Regions from separate parts of the Zea mays genome. Here regions 2 and 3 are each linked to region 1. Evidence: chromatin contacts called from public Hi-C data. All regions are on one chromosome and are shown on one strand. The core of a region is the stretch at or near the end of the contact, and the rest is flanking DNA. Distances in the headings are between cores, read along the strand shown.

Evidence for each region. Hi-C and Micro-C count contacts between places; a contact is called where the count stands out from the background.
Region 2: a Hi-C map of leaf shows a contact between it and region 1, with 6 times the contacts expected there. The contact joins the promoter of LOC100280883 here to the promoter of LOC103632462 in region 1. A contact is called at or near these places in 4 of 25 Hi-C or Micro-C datasets (ear, leaf and tassel).
Region 3: a contact with region 1 is called in a Hi-C map of leaf, with 5 times the contacts expected there. The contact joins the promoter of LOC100282980 here to the promoter of LOC103632462 in region 1. A contact is called at or near these places in 4 of 25 Hi-C or Micro-C datasets (ear, endosperm, leaf and 1 more).

What each region holds. Positions count from the first base shown.
Region 1 is chr7:74,989,752-74,994,501 of Zm-B73-REFERENCE-NAM-5.0, forward strand. LOC103632462 (FRIGIDA-like protein 3) reads right to left here and starts at 2,826. Exons shown (of 4, transcript XM_008654272.4): 1 at 2,421-2,826; 2 at 1,037-2,068. The coding sequence starts at 2,057.
Region 2 is chr7:75,319,780-75,324,529 of Zm-B73-REFERENCE-NAM-5.0, forward strand. It overlaps LOC100280883, which reads right to left and starts at 1,919. Exons shown (of 7, transcript NM_001153803.1): 1 at 1,772-1,919; 2 at 1,425-1,687; 3 at 1,162-1,312; 4 at 596-681; 5 at 403-507; 6 at 209-321. The coding sequence starts at 1,812. The coding sequence ends at 248.
Region 3 is chr7:75,265,864-75,270,613 of Zm-B73-REFERENCE-NAM-5.0, forward strand. LOC100282980 reads left to right here and starts at 1,988. Exons shown (of 4, transcript NM_001377969.1): 1 at 1,988-2,361; 2 at 2,667-2,768; 3 at 2,870-3,166; 4 at 3,613-3,858. The coding sequence starts at 2,065. The coding sequence ends at 3,651.

The sequences.
Region 1 (4,750 bases), core at 1,576-4,075:
GCAGGGGGATATCAACCCGTCGGCTCCTACCTTCGGCTTTTACTCCAGTATCATCGTGTGCGGTGCTTCGTTGCGACTGCAGGGGGATGTTAGACTTGATGGAATAAGTCTTGAGCATCTAGAGGACAGCCTGCTTTTGACTGTCCTATGTAGTCTTTTAGCATCTAGAGGACAGCAGTCGCTTTTTGACTGTCCTCTGTAGTCTCTTTAGCATCTAGAGGACAACAGTCGCTTTTTGACTGTCCTCTGTAGTCGCTTTAGCATCTAGAGGACAGCAGTCGCTTTTTGACTGTCCTCTGTAGTCTCTTTAGCATCTAGAGGACAATCCTGTTGTGTAGTGTGTGTGAGAAGGTGTGGTAGTGCAGCCCCTAGGGCTATAAATATGTGTCCCCAACCCCTCTAAGGGTATGGCATTGTGTAGTGTTTGAGGAAATAAACAGAAAATTGCCCCAACTCATAGTGTCATCCTCTTGATGAGAGTTAGAATCCCTCTACTTACAAGACTGTGGGGGGCACCACTGTTGAGCTATCGACTCATTAGGGTTAGGGTTCTGTGTCTATATGTAACCACCACCTCTATGCAATACAATCAAACCATTCCATTCTCCAACACATGTGCCTAAACCTTGACTTGTGGTTTTTGTTGTGTTTTAACTCTAGCCTACCCCAACTTGCTTGGGACAAAAAGGCTTTGTTGTTGTTGTTGAAAAGACTAGCATCGTTAACTAAGTTTAGCAGGCAGAAGTGAAATTATATTTCCTATATTGAAAATACGTGAATTGTAATGCACTTTTTTTGTGGGGAAGCGGGGGGATCTTGCCCCCTTCCTTCTAACAACTATTCACAACATCCACTAACAAGCAAACAAGAAAGTAAAAACTACATAGAAATTGACAGCCACCAAAGTAACATAAGTGCAAAAACATGTCCTATGAATATTTGTCAAGCATTTTAATAAGCTGAAAGAATACAGGTTTTTCACAGATGTTCAATGTTGTTTGAGATAGATAAACCATTAGTCCACCACAGCACTGACCTGGCATTTTCTGCGACAACCCAAGCAATCGACAAAGTTCAGGTGTCTGACGACGACGACTGACATATGGAAGCAATTTGCACAAGTCATCTTCATTGAATTCAGCAGAAATACCAAAGGTTGCCAGGAGTTGAAGAAACGCATGAGCTTCAAGACAGTTCCCATTGCTAGCATCAATGTCAAGATTATCTAACTTGGACTTCCACTTAAATGCAATCGTCTTTGCTCGCTCTATGATATTAGTTGTAAGCATGTGCCTCTCCAAAGAAGAACAAGTTATATCATTAGAGTGCAGTTGTCCAAGTGACTCCATCAACATCAAACATGTCCTTCTAACACCCAGAAGGTCACCATCCTTTTTTCCATCTAATACAAGATTATCTCCAGAATAAAAGTCTTCCAGGGAATCCAACACCAGGCCATAAGGATGAGATGTTTTCTTCAGTGCACTAGGAATTTCCTCGCGGATGGCTGCCAAGTTCTTCCTGTTGTCGGATATGAACTTATGAAGCCCGTTCACATTCATTTCCTCACAGAGTGCAACAAGCTCAGAACGAGGCCTCACTGCAGCATTATCAACTTGCAAGTGCACACTCTCCTCAGAAGCCGGTTTAGGCCACTTGACACCAAGATTATCCAGTGCCTTGTTCATTGGGTTGATGGAAGGAACAGGTAAGGAAAGCCTGGACTTGCTAAAGATCATAGCTAATGCAGCTTCCCTCTTCTCCTGCAACCTCTCCAAAGAGGTCAGTTCCTTGGCCACAACAGCTGCCTCCCGCTGCTCCAGCATCTGCTCTGATTTTGCGACAGTCTCCTGGAACTCCTTCTCCTGCTCTTTTAGCTCGTCAAACTTTTTCTTGAGGGATTGTTCAAGACCACGAAAGTGGTCTTCAAGCTGCTTCCACTTGAAGTTCATGCAGAAAGCGCTCTGGCTCTCAAGCTCAGCGAATGCCTCCTGAAGCTGTTGTATCTTGGAGCTTGTCGAGTCCATAAGAGCCGCGACAGACTCCATTTCAGACATGGCGAACGCTCCTGCAAGAAAGAAGACAGCACGTCCGAAAGAAGAAAACACTCACAACCTTACAAATCATATCAATTTCTCCAATTAAATCAAACATCTGAAAGCCCTCACAAAGCAACTACTTTTATTTCAAGAACACAGGCACACAGCACTACACGCAAGCATCTACAAGGCGTTCCTAGATTTCCACAGAAAGATGTAAAAACGCGGATGGGAATGAAGGTCAGCTCCCACTCGAGAAAATTGGATTCTCGATGGACCAAACTAATCAAGGTTTCTACCCCACCACGAGGCTACCCAAATACTAATAAATGGGAAGGAAAATGACTGGATCTGAGACTGAGAGCAAAATCGGGCACTCACCCTATAACAAGACGGGCAGGCGCTGGCGGCCGCTGCTGGCCCCCGTCCTCGCCTCCGGGTCAAGAGATCGAGGGGGTGGCCAGCGGTCGTCGATGAAAGAGAGGAGGGGAAAGGAAGATGAAACCCTAGCCGGCTTCCTTTTCCGCTGTGAGCGGAACGGGAATGTGGGGAGCGGCAGGCTGGGAGTGTTTGCCCGGGCCCCGGGGCGAGCAGATAGGGCTGGACAATTTTTTTCACCAAAATGGAAAAATCAAACCAAAATATTAAAAGCCGAACCAAAGTTTAGTGTTCAGTGTCGCGGTTTTGATTTTGCATTTTGTAAATTTTGGATTATGGGTTTTTATACCGTAGCAAAACGAATTATCCAAACCTAGGTTAGAACTATCTTCTTTCCAAAGTCCTCAAAACAATAACTTAACCCTTATTTTCTAGTCTATTTCAAGTGTTACCGGCCGAACACCAAAGATCACCTTCGGCTAGAACTGTTATGGACGCAAGTATGAAGACACCAGCTTTAAATCAACAATGTGTATGCGTGGTTGACGAAGTAAGACGAAGCTATAAAAATCTTCGAGGCTTGCTTAACAAGACAGCAAGAAGAAAGGACAGTAATACCCTTAGTTTATTCATTAGTCCAAATGTATAAGGTTAAGGGCATAAATATATTTTTTGTCGGAACTGTACCCCACGCATATAAATAGAGGAATAGTGTCATATATTGGACACAATTTCTTGAACGGAGTAAACAGATTGCTTTGTCTTTGAAGCTATATTCCCTTCTTTTTATTGTAACTTTGCGAAGTCGAAAGTATACTTATAACCTTTTATCGAATAATAAAGAATGGGAAGAAAGTAATGTCTTATAAGGTTGAATCATATGCCATATCTTTGCCTTATGCACAATTTATCTTAAATGTTCTTTACATCTTTTTCACTTATTTTCTACATCTTCATCCTTTAATCAATATTCTCTCCAAGAAGGAAGAACTAAAGGATGAAGATGAAGCTTGATTTAATCGTGTTCTCTTATTATTTTATACTCCGAAGGGATAAAAAACGAGTGACCAACATTGACGCCCACCTCCGATAAACTCACGACTATCACAAGAAGCTTCATCATACCTCCAAAGAAAACAACAACTAGTGTTGTCCTCACTCCCCTGGATCCCAACTAAGGAGAAGATGCACTTCTTCGAGAAGCATGAAACCAGAAGAGAAAGGTCGTTGACCCCACACCACAAGACGACGAGCTTGATCAGGAGATCCATCAGCAAGTTGAAAAACGTTAGGAGAAAATGTTTTGGCTTTCTAAACTCCAGAAACAGATCGATGAAGTATCCGAGCAAATGCGCAATATTGCAGCACGCTGATCAACAAGAGCACCAATATCACCAGAGGGACCTTCGGCACGAGGGTCACAATCATGATGACCTTCAACACAAATCCTACAACTATGATGATTTCCTATATGATGATGCTTCTCCCTTGGCTGTAGAGCTATAGGTTATGTCTTGGCCACCATTGTATAAACCACCTCAACTGCCATGTTTGATGATCATCCCGACCCAAAGCAAATTCTGATGAGCTACGAAGCTATAATATCTTCGTATGGTGACAACACAACAGTAATGGCCAAACGTTTATCATGGCGGTCAGAAGTGATGCCCAAACATGGTATTCCTCCCTTCGACCAGGCATAGTGACCTCATGGCATAAGCTGAAGGATATGATGATCACAAGCTTTCAAGGCTTTTAGGTGAAGCCAATTACTGCTCAGGCCTTGTTCCAGTACACTCAAGACCATGATGAATATCTCTAAGCTTTTTTCCGAAGGTTCCTTTGGCTTTGAGCCCAAGCACCCATAATCCCAAATGAGATTGTCATCGAAGTGATGACCAAGGGGCTTCGTTCAGGACTAGCTGCTCATTATTTCGCCAAAAACCTCTTCAATCCTTGGAGAAGCTTATCTAGAAGATGGATGAATATATCAGAGCAGATAATGACTTCCACCAAAGAAGGGAAGAAGCCCAAAGATATGCGGAGATGACTAGAAGCTTCAGAGGAAGGTTCCACCCAAAGTATATTAGAAACATTAATAATTCGAGCCAAAACGAAGACAAAACTAGCCAGTCAGATACTACCTAAAAGTTTAGTGGTAGGCAAGGTGTAAAGTAAACCAAATTAGGGTAACCTATTGGGTCCCATCAATTTAACCTGAGCATATCATAGTGATTAACAGGAACATTATTGGATAAAGAAGAGTGATCAAGGGCACAACTTGCCTTTAGCGAGCTCCTGCTCAGAATTTTCCACTTGCTGAGTTCTGGGTT
Region 2 (4,750 bases), core at 669-3,168, 330 kb after region 1:
TAGAGGCATTCTAGCATTAACTTGAGCAGTCATGTCAAATTCATTAGAAAACTCCAAAGTAGAATTGAAATACATGAAGGAACCTCAGAATCAAGATGTAACTCGTATCGACATCAAATAATTGTAACGTTTCTATTTTGGAGAGGACAGGGATCTCTGGATAAACATAATTCTGACATAATTTCAGCGAACAGATGCAAATGATGACCTGATTATGAAGTGGAGTACCGAAGAACATCAGCTCTGATCACAAGCTGATGCCAGCCAAGTCAAAAAGCTTCTCAGCCTGGTCTGGGAAGAATGTTATAAACAGGTAGGCACCTGCACATGAGCGCCCATAAGATAGGGTGATGAGCTGGTACATTTGATTATCTCTGAAAGAGGGTAATCCAATAATCTTACTAATCAATACAGTCCCAAGGACTACAGAAATCTTCCCTTGGATGGTCACAAGGCCAGCTTTCCCCGCGTTCTGCAGCTCACTTTTCCCCACAGATTCAAACGTTCCTGTAAAGTTACTTTGAGCTATATGTTACAGCTTAAACTCCAAGACACTTTGGAGCAACAAATTCTATGAAGCTTATTAGTGTGGTACCTGGCTTCACTGTTTGAAGACCTGATGTGATGCATGCAATATTTTGGAAGCCTTCTTTCTCCAGTGCATCTGCAGCAGCTGCTGACCTTCAGCAGACCAAAGGCACAGCAGATGAGTACGACATTCTAGAATGTCCTAGAATGCCTTCTCTCTCTCTCTCTCTCTCTCTGTGTGTGTGTGTGATTGCATGGATAAGACATTCTAGGATTCATTTTGGGTGAACATTTTAATTTGGGCCATCAATACGTAGATAACTATATATATTGAGAACATATTGGTCTTGTTTGGAGAGTTTATCTTCTCAAAACAGGTCTCTTTTTTTCTTCTAGAAAATACTGTGCAATGTAGCAGTGAGTTGTTTTTCTATCTTCTCAAAATGAACTAGAAACCAGAAAAACAGGCTTCGATTCCTTTGGACACTGTAGCAGCATCCCTCCCAATCCCAAAGAGGCCCATAAAACCGTGGAGGCAACTTGTTTCTACAATCATAGGGAGTACTTGACTTTCCCATCCAAATAGCATGTCCTGACAAAGGGATTTGATGAGAGATTTGCTCAGCCACAAACCTGAGACCTTCCTGGCAGACAACCAGCAGCTTGCTTTCCGGCGAGAACTTGTCCTTGACTGTCAGGGCGAAGTCCGGGTTGAGCTTGGTGAAGGGCAGCCCGAAGAAGAGCCCCGCGAAGTTGTTGTGCAGCTGGCGCTTCACGATGGTCCCTTAGTAATAAGAAGAAATCAAAATTAAACACAGCACACAGGGTCTGAACTCAACTCAAAGTGGAAGAAAAGCATAGCCTTTCTCAATGCACGGGCGATAGTTGTTTGCTACCAATGTCGTTGTCTTGGTTCTCAATGAAGAGAGGCACGTGTGTGGAGGACTTGATGTGTGCCCTCTCGCGCTGCGCCCTGTCCCTGATGTCCAGCACCGTGTAGCCCTCCTCGCCCACGAGCCTCTTCGCCTCGTCGGCGTCCACGAAGCTCACCTCCGCCCGAACCACTGCCGCGCAGCTCCTCCTGCTCCTTGGAGATGGACACAAGCTGATCCCTGCACGTTGGCCACCCTGCCTGATCCTTACGGCTATCCAAGAACCTCTGAACACATGCACACAGATTCTATTGGCGTCAGGTTTCAGCAGAAAATCTTACACTCAGGGATGAAATGAAATCTTTGTTCACCTGAGAGGAGCGAAAGCACTGGATAGGCCAACCACTGCCATTTTTTTCTTTACCGGCTTCACTTGATTTTTCTATTTGATTTTTTCAGTTATGAAACGGATTTTTTTGGGTGGCTTTTTTTGTGAAGGTTTTGGGGAGCGAGCAATCTGCAGAAGCGAGAGCGAAGCATTGGATTTTGCTGCAAGCGCGAGAGGGAGGAGGGATATCCAGGGAGCCAATGGAATCACGCCACGCTGGATCCACGGGAGGTTTAGCCAGATCCACTGTCTTTTGGCCATTTGTGCTGGGCAGACCACCAGCATCGTGAGGTTTAGCCAGATCTTGTTAGGCTACAAAACTCTTGGCAAAGTATTTTTAGGAAATGATTAACTTTGTTTTTCAGCATGAATGATGAGAGAAAAATTCTTGACAAATTATTTTTAGGACATGATCAACTTTGTTTTTCAGCATGAATGAAAACACACACATATATATATATAAACCATAGAAGAGCATGAACCCTCTGCACAGAAGGGATATACATTCTTAAGCATAGAGCATACGTCAGGAAGAAACAACCAACTACCTCAGACCATGACCCCAGCGAAGTATACAACCTACTACCTCTATTATGAACATACTACCTCCATTCTCGAATATTTGTCGCCCACTTTAAACTAAAACACGATAAATAAATAAAAAACGGAGGGAGTAGTACGTTTGTGTGCTAGTATCGATGGTTAAGAAATCCTCACTGCCGCCTATACTACTACTCTACTAGCATTTCTTTAGAGATGAAACTCCTCTGAAACAGATAGTACTCTTCCATATCTCAGGGTGGCTAGTGCTGGCCTTTTTCTTCTTCATCAGTAGTTTTCGTTCCGGTGACATCCAGCACTACAGATGTCAAAGCGACTGCAGAGCCTGAAAAGAATGCTGCCCGGAAGCTTCCAGCTGCACAAACAGCAAGGCCTCATTGACAAATTAGTATATTACTTCATCGAACAAGGTAATAATTGTGTAATGAACACATGGGACAACACATGAGGATCATCAGTAGAAGTGGAAGAGTAACATGAGTAGGAAATCAATAAATAGACGCCTTCCCATGATATCTAACATGCAACAATGGGTGTAACTATGTCAAATGTAAATTTGCAGTAAAGCATCGTCGAATGCTTCATGTTGATTTTTTTCCTCTGGTAGAATTAGCATCCTAGACCTTATGATAACAGACAAGAATCTCCTATCAAAAAAAATGCATACAGCAAATCTAATTCCAAAGCACCCTTTATGGCATCGCATTTCTCACCAGTGCAATTCTATCTATTAATTGAGAAATGAAGTTCACATATAGCACGAAGATAATTTCTACTATGCTGCATAAGAAATTTCCAAAGCATGATGGCCCCAACACCAAAGAAAATTGTGTGAACAAGTGGTCGACATTAATAGAGAAATTTCAAGTAAAATGTCATCGATGACAATTCACACAAATACAGGTAACCGACATATCCCAAGAGTTTATTTTTACTATAGCTTTAAGTTAGAAATAACACTGGAGCAAGATAAATATGTCTCTTACCACTGAAACCCAGAGAAGCACCAGCAGCAAAACCTGCAACAGCACCATTAATGATGTCCTTCTTCATCCTGTACCTTGCAAGAGCCTGCTCGACACCTACAAATGTAGCTCCAAAAACCGCTAAGCTTGCGGCATAATGCCCACACACCTTGGTAGTTCTGATCAGCTGGGGATACTTGACATTATTGCCAACCTGAGGTCCATCAAACAACATAGAATGTAGTGCACCATACACACTGCCAAAAGCTAAACCGATGCCTGCAGCTTTGCCTGTCTTCACGACAATTTCATCATCTACCAAACCTTTCAAGTTAGAACCCTCCATGCTCCCTGTCAACCAGAGAGAGATATTGTCCAATAAGAGAATGAGGAGAAAGGATAGCAAAAGAATATTACTAAGTTCAACCAGCCAAGATACATATCAAGTCAACAGAACAATGACGGAAGCCAGAATCAGTATGATCTTGCGCTTTCAGATCAATACTATGGGAGAACCCAGTTATTTTAGTGTTATGTACTTATGTTCTTGACAGTTCATAACAAATGATATACTGAACTACACACAAAACAAAAGGCACTAGACTTATGAGCAGTTCCCAGTAAGTTCCAAGGAAAATATAAGCCCCTAAACATATGAAAAGTCCTCCAGTATGAGCATGCTACACACAATAGCACATTAACTTGCCTAAGAGACAAACAGCACACGCTCTACACAGACATCTCCAGAAAATAATCTCTCAAAAAATAACATCTCAGTAATTATGATTTACACAGTAATCCTGAAAACTCTAGAATTTCAACATGTGCATGTTCATCGCAACCCTGGATTTGATGAACATGCGTATAGTTTTTTGTTCTTTCATACAAGCAATGCAATACTGACAACAGGATCATTTAGTGAAAATATAAAAAACATCAAAACACACCAAATAGTCAGCAATATGCTAGAATTAACAAAACTTATTAGAAAACCAACATTATCTCTTACACACGAAGTGAAAGAAGGTTATCTGTATTCGGATTCCGATACCATTCGGGCAGTGGTAATAGCAAAGCAAGACAAATGCAACTAAGCAAAACGACATCACGTGGTGGGAATGAGATACCTACCGACTGAAATGCTGAGCAAGTGATCCAAATTACCACCGCCACACAAACTTCAGATATTTAACAAAAATAAAAGTGGAGGAATCACAGTACGAGAAGTCGAGAACAAGGCACTACACGTTCTTGGATAGTCGAACCAAACAACAGGTTACAAGAAGCTAACGCGAAACAGATGTATTCTACAACCCGGGGGCGGGACGGGGGGGTGGGGGACGAAACAATCATCCGATCATCAGCGTATCTCAGGGCCGTATTTTATTCCCAATTTTTGGGACCACGAGTAACGAAATCTGAACGGAGAAAAAATA
Region 3 (4,750 bases), core at 738-3,237, 280 kb after region 1:
GACTAAAGAAGTAGATTAAGGACCAAGTAATGATATTTCCAACATTCCCAACCAGGCAACCACGACATCAGATTTGAAGCCAAACTTGGGTGAGGAGTAGACGGTAGAGTCAAGGATTACTCTACTATAAGAAGGGGAGGATGATGTGGACATCGCTTCCATTGATACAACCAAAGAGACAACCCTTCACAAGTCATGACTAAGAAAGGACCCTCACCTGTGCACATGAACTTAATTATTAGGTGAACTTGTTCCTTGCTATTGAAACTAATTTCCCTCTAAATATGGTACTAAAGTTTTGTGGTCACTTTGTGAACCATCTTGAAGTGGAGAAGGCAACAAGACAATAAAAGCTGTTGTACCTGAGTGGATTTTATAAATGCATCAAGCACCAGATTAAATAGAGCATATCTTTCATCTCCCAAGGTGGTTTAATGCAAATAAGTACTTGTTGGAAAGCTCTCTTCATCTACCTTATCATGGATAAAGAATCAATGAGAGATCCCAACGAAAGCGTCTAGAAACGACCAAGAGAACTTCATGACTCCACCAACCCAAGGGGATTTCATAACTAGAGCAAGTACAAGTTTAAATGAGGCATATGTTTCAACTCTCAAGATTGTTTAATGCAAATAAACACTTGTTGGAAAGGTCTCTTCGTCTACTTTCTAGTGGATCAAGAATCAATGTGAGATCACACCTAAGGCATCTAGGAACGGTCGAGAGAACCACCAGAATTTCTTCTTTCTACACCTCTATTTAAGCAACTAGCAGCCACCAAAGAACTTGGGTTTTGCTTGATGTAAGATTAACCTTAGCTACTTCCTTGTAAACGCGTGTGTAGTCTAGACCATCCGGATACTTGAAATAGGACCCCAACTTTATTAGATCTGTGAGTGTCTGCTTGTTATCTTATCCTTGCTTGTTCTCAATTGTTTGCAAGTTCAAGGCTGTTCTTGGCACGACAAGAGCAGCAACAAATGGAGCCAGTGTAACTATCGCTAATGCGCATCACCCTTGTGGTTGTTGTAGTTAGATAGCACAACGTCGACCTCCACCCCATTCATAGTTATCAAGAGATGGTATATCTGTCGCTCAAGGTACCACACTATCTTGGTTGTGATAGTCGAGCAGCCAACATCGGCTTCCAATATTTTTTTTCCCAATCTTCATCATCTCTCATCGAAAGATCGGGCTCCCTCCTACTCGTCCGGATTATCATCTACTGAATTTTAATATAATGTGGATAATTGTCAACTATATTTTTCCCTTGTGCTAGATAGAGCACCCGAAGAGGCGCCACCTAATCTAGTGTGCGTAACGAGTGGCGGTTGACAATTTTTTCAAACTCAATTAAATTTACTGGAATAGCCACTAAAGCGTTTCGCCAAATATTTAAATATGGAGCAGATCCACTCTTTAGAGAGCAGATTTAGGTACTGATCGTTTTAATCTCAACCATGTGGATTGTAAAAGATTGAGGACTTCTTGGTTTTGACTTGAATCTAAGTGGATTAGATGCAGTCAATTTAAATACATAATAAGTAAAATCAATCTTAATCTGACCCAATCTCCTTCGATCTATATAAAACAGAAATAATCGAACAAACCCTGAGTACATTTAAATCCCAATGAGTCAATTTTTTCTAAATTCTTTTAAATCTATCTAATACATATGGAATGTGATTAACCGAACAGGAAGCTAAAATATTTTATTGAAGAGTAAGGGCCTATTTGGTTTACTATCTAATTTGCCACATTTTTACCTAACTTGTTAGTTCTTTAATTCGGACGACTAACCTTAGGTAAAATAGCCACATTTTTACCTAACTTGTTAGTTCTTTAATTCGGACGACTAACCTTAGGTAAAATGTGGCACAGTTAGCCGTGAGTCAAACCGGGCCTAAATGAGTAAATCTAGATATGTTTTCCGCGGACCTGGATGTTGAGCTGGTTGATCTGCGAACATGGCCTTCCCCTCCAAAACACCAAACCCACTCGCAACAACGGATAACGCTCTCTTCCTTCGGCTCCTCCCCTCTCGCTCCTATCCTCTCCCCTCCAATGGCGACCGCCATTTCCTCTCTAGTAACTCCTCCGACCCTCCACCGCCGCTGCCTGGGCCCTGCCTGCGTCTCCGTCTCCGTGTGCACCCCTATCCGCATCTCCTTCCGGCCCGCCGCCGCGCCTCAGGTGTCGCGCCGGGGCTCGGCGCTGCGGGTGTCCGCCTCCTCGGCGGTGCTCGAGGCGCCAGAGGCGGTGGCGGCGCGGAAGCTCTACGTGGGGAATATCCCCAGGACCGTTACAAACGACGAGCTCCGCGACATGTTCGCTGCGCACGGCACCGTCGAGCGGGCCGAGGTAACGCAACACATTCCTTCTGCAGTGTCTCACTTCTCGGTCTTTTTTGGTTCTTGCCTTTCCCACTCTGTTCTTCCCCAAATTCAATCTAATTTAACTATTGCTCAATAATTACTGGTGTCGCGGAAATGGTTACCCGTGTGTGTGATTTAGGGCCACCTAACTATTAGCTCTAGTGCAATCAAACGAGAGGCCGGCCTTAGTTGCTCGTACTGGTTCCGTCGAATTGCTGACAAGGCTATGTTTTGATGCTCGAAAATAACTTTAGGTGTCCAAAAGCTGAAATGCTCAATTACTTCCTGCAGGTTATGTACGACAAGTATACGAATCGCAGCCGGCGGTTTGGGTTTGTCACGATGAGCACAGCGGAAGAGGCCAATGCTGCAGTTGAGGCTCTCAATGGGACTGTAAGCATCCAATATTGTAATTCTGCTCCAGGCCATATTTGTGAACTTTAAGTGGAATGCAGCCATGATATCACTCATATTTCTGCTTTTTTTCGTGCCAGGAGGTTGGTGATAGAAAAATTAAAGTGAACGTCACAGAGAGCTTCTTACCGAACATTGACCGATCAGCACCAGAACCAGAGGCTCTGTTTGTAGATAGTCAGTACAAGGTTTATGTTGGTAATCTTGCGAAGACTGTAACAACCGAAGTTCTTAAAAACTTCTTCTCCGAAAAGGGGAATATCCTCAGTGCAACAGTCTCCCACATTCCGGGGACCTCCAAGTCAAAGGGGTATGGCTTTGTCACATTCTCTTCTGAGGAAGAAGTTGAAGCTGCTGTTGCTACTTTCAATAACGCGGTAAGCTTCTCTTGCAAATTTTATGCATTTCTGCCATTTCTTTCCAACCTCATAAAATAGTAGTCACCATTTGGCTATTGCCAAACAAAAGAAAAACGTTGTGCTACAATCTTCTATGTTATCATTTAGGTGTCAAATAGATGGAAATATGGAATTAACATATTGACTGTTAATTGTACAGATGAGTTAGAATTACATCATCTCAACTACGTCAACTGGTGCCATATTGTTCTGACATATCATTCCCACAGAAACTTATTTGCTGATATTAATAACATTGCCCGTTCTTCAACCGTACTTCAGCACACATCAAGACCATAATCTCCTATATTTGCTATTCAAAAGATTTCTGAAGCCTTGAAAGTTGGCATGCTTTTGATATCAAACTTTGGAACATAACCTGTCGCTAATGTTTTATATTGTTCTACAATTAAATGTGGTGTCAGGAATTGGAAGGACAACTCATTCGTGTGAATAGAGCTTAGATTAGCAGAAATTTGCAGGGGCACCGGAGGAGGGGGAATATCTTGGCGAATACATGTAGTAGGAGGGATGTTTTGAGGCTAGATTTTGATAACAAAGTGATCAAGACCTTCAATGTGATTTCGATATGTCATACAATTTTTGTACCATAACAGTATATTTTTCTTAACGGCACTTCTAAATGATAACATAAAGGCAGTATGGTTTCAGTTATATAGTATGTTTGTTTATTTGAAACGAATTCTACACCATGTACATTCCAACATTAATGTTGTCAGTTCAATCCCTGACTTTGTCAAATTAGCTTGGGGAGCGATGTCTGTAAGGAAAATGGACTATGATTTATTTGATTATTGAGTTCTGGTGTTTAATGATCAACATAACCACTTGAAGAGGTTTATAAGGCATTAAACATGTCCGGTGTAACACCGGATACCTCGCGGAACATGTGTCCGGTGCCATATCGGTCATTGCACCGGATAGGTCATTGCACCGGATACCTGGAGTTCGGTGCCATATCGGCCATTGCACCGGATACCTGGAGTTCGACGGTCGGCAATGGTAAATTTCAACATCTAGCTGATATGGACACACCAGGCGTGTTCGGTGGGATCATAAAAGTGATTGATGAGTACACATAATTTCTATGCTGCTTTCAATGACTAGTTTTGTACTTCGGAGTTATATATGCGATCCCAATCAACTATTTGAGATGTGTGGAAGTTAGAAACATCTCTAGAAAGTTGAGACTATTTCTATAGCTCTAGACATCCAAGTGCACAAAATAATCACTTGGTGATTAACACAGATACTTCGTGAAGTGCATAAGTGTAACACCTTGATTTTGGGGTATAAAATATTTTTCTAATTATCACCCAAAATCATGTGTTAATCTTCTTTTTTTCACTCTAGGTTTTCTCTCTCTAGATTCATTCTCCCTTTTTCCTTTTTGATTAGAGATAGCCTAAGCTACTGGAGGTTAATTATTTGTTTTTTGCCAAAACCTTATGAGTCATGACATGTTGCATCATGCTGAGTTTAAAATATTCTTTGAACTGTTGCACAAGTTTGAATTTATTTGAATTTGAAACCTAATTTGGA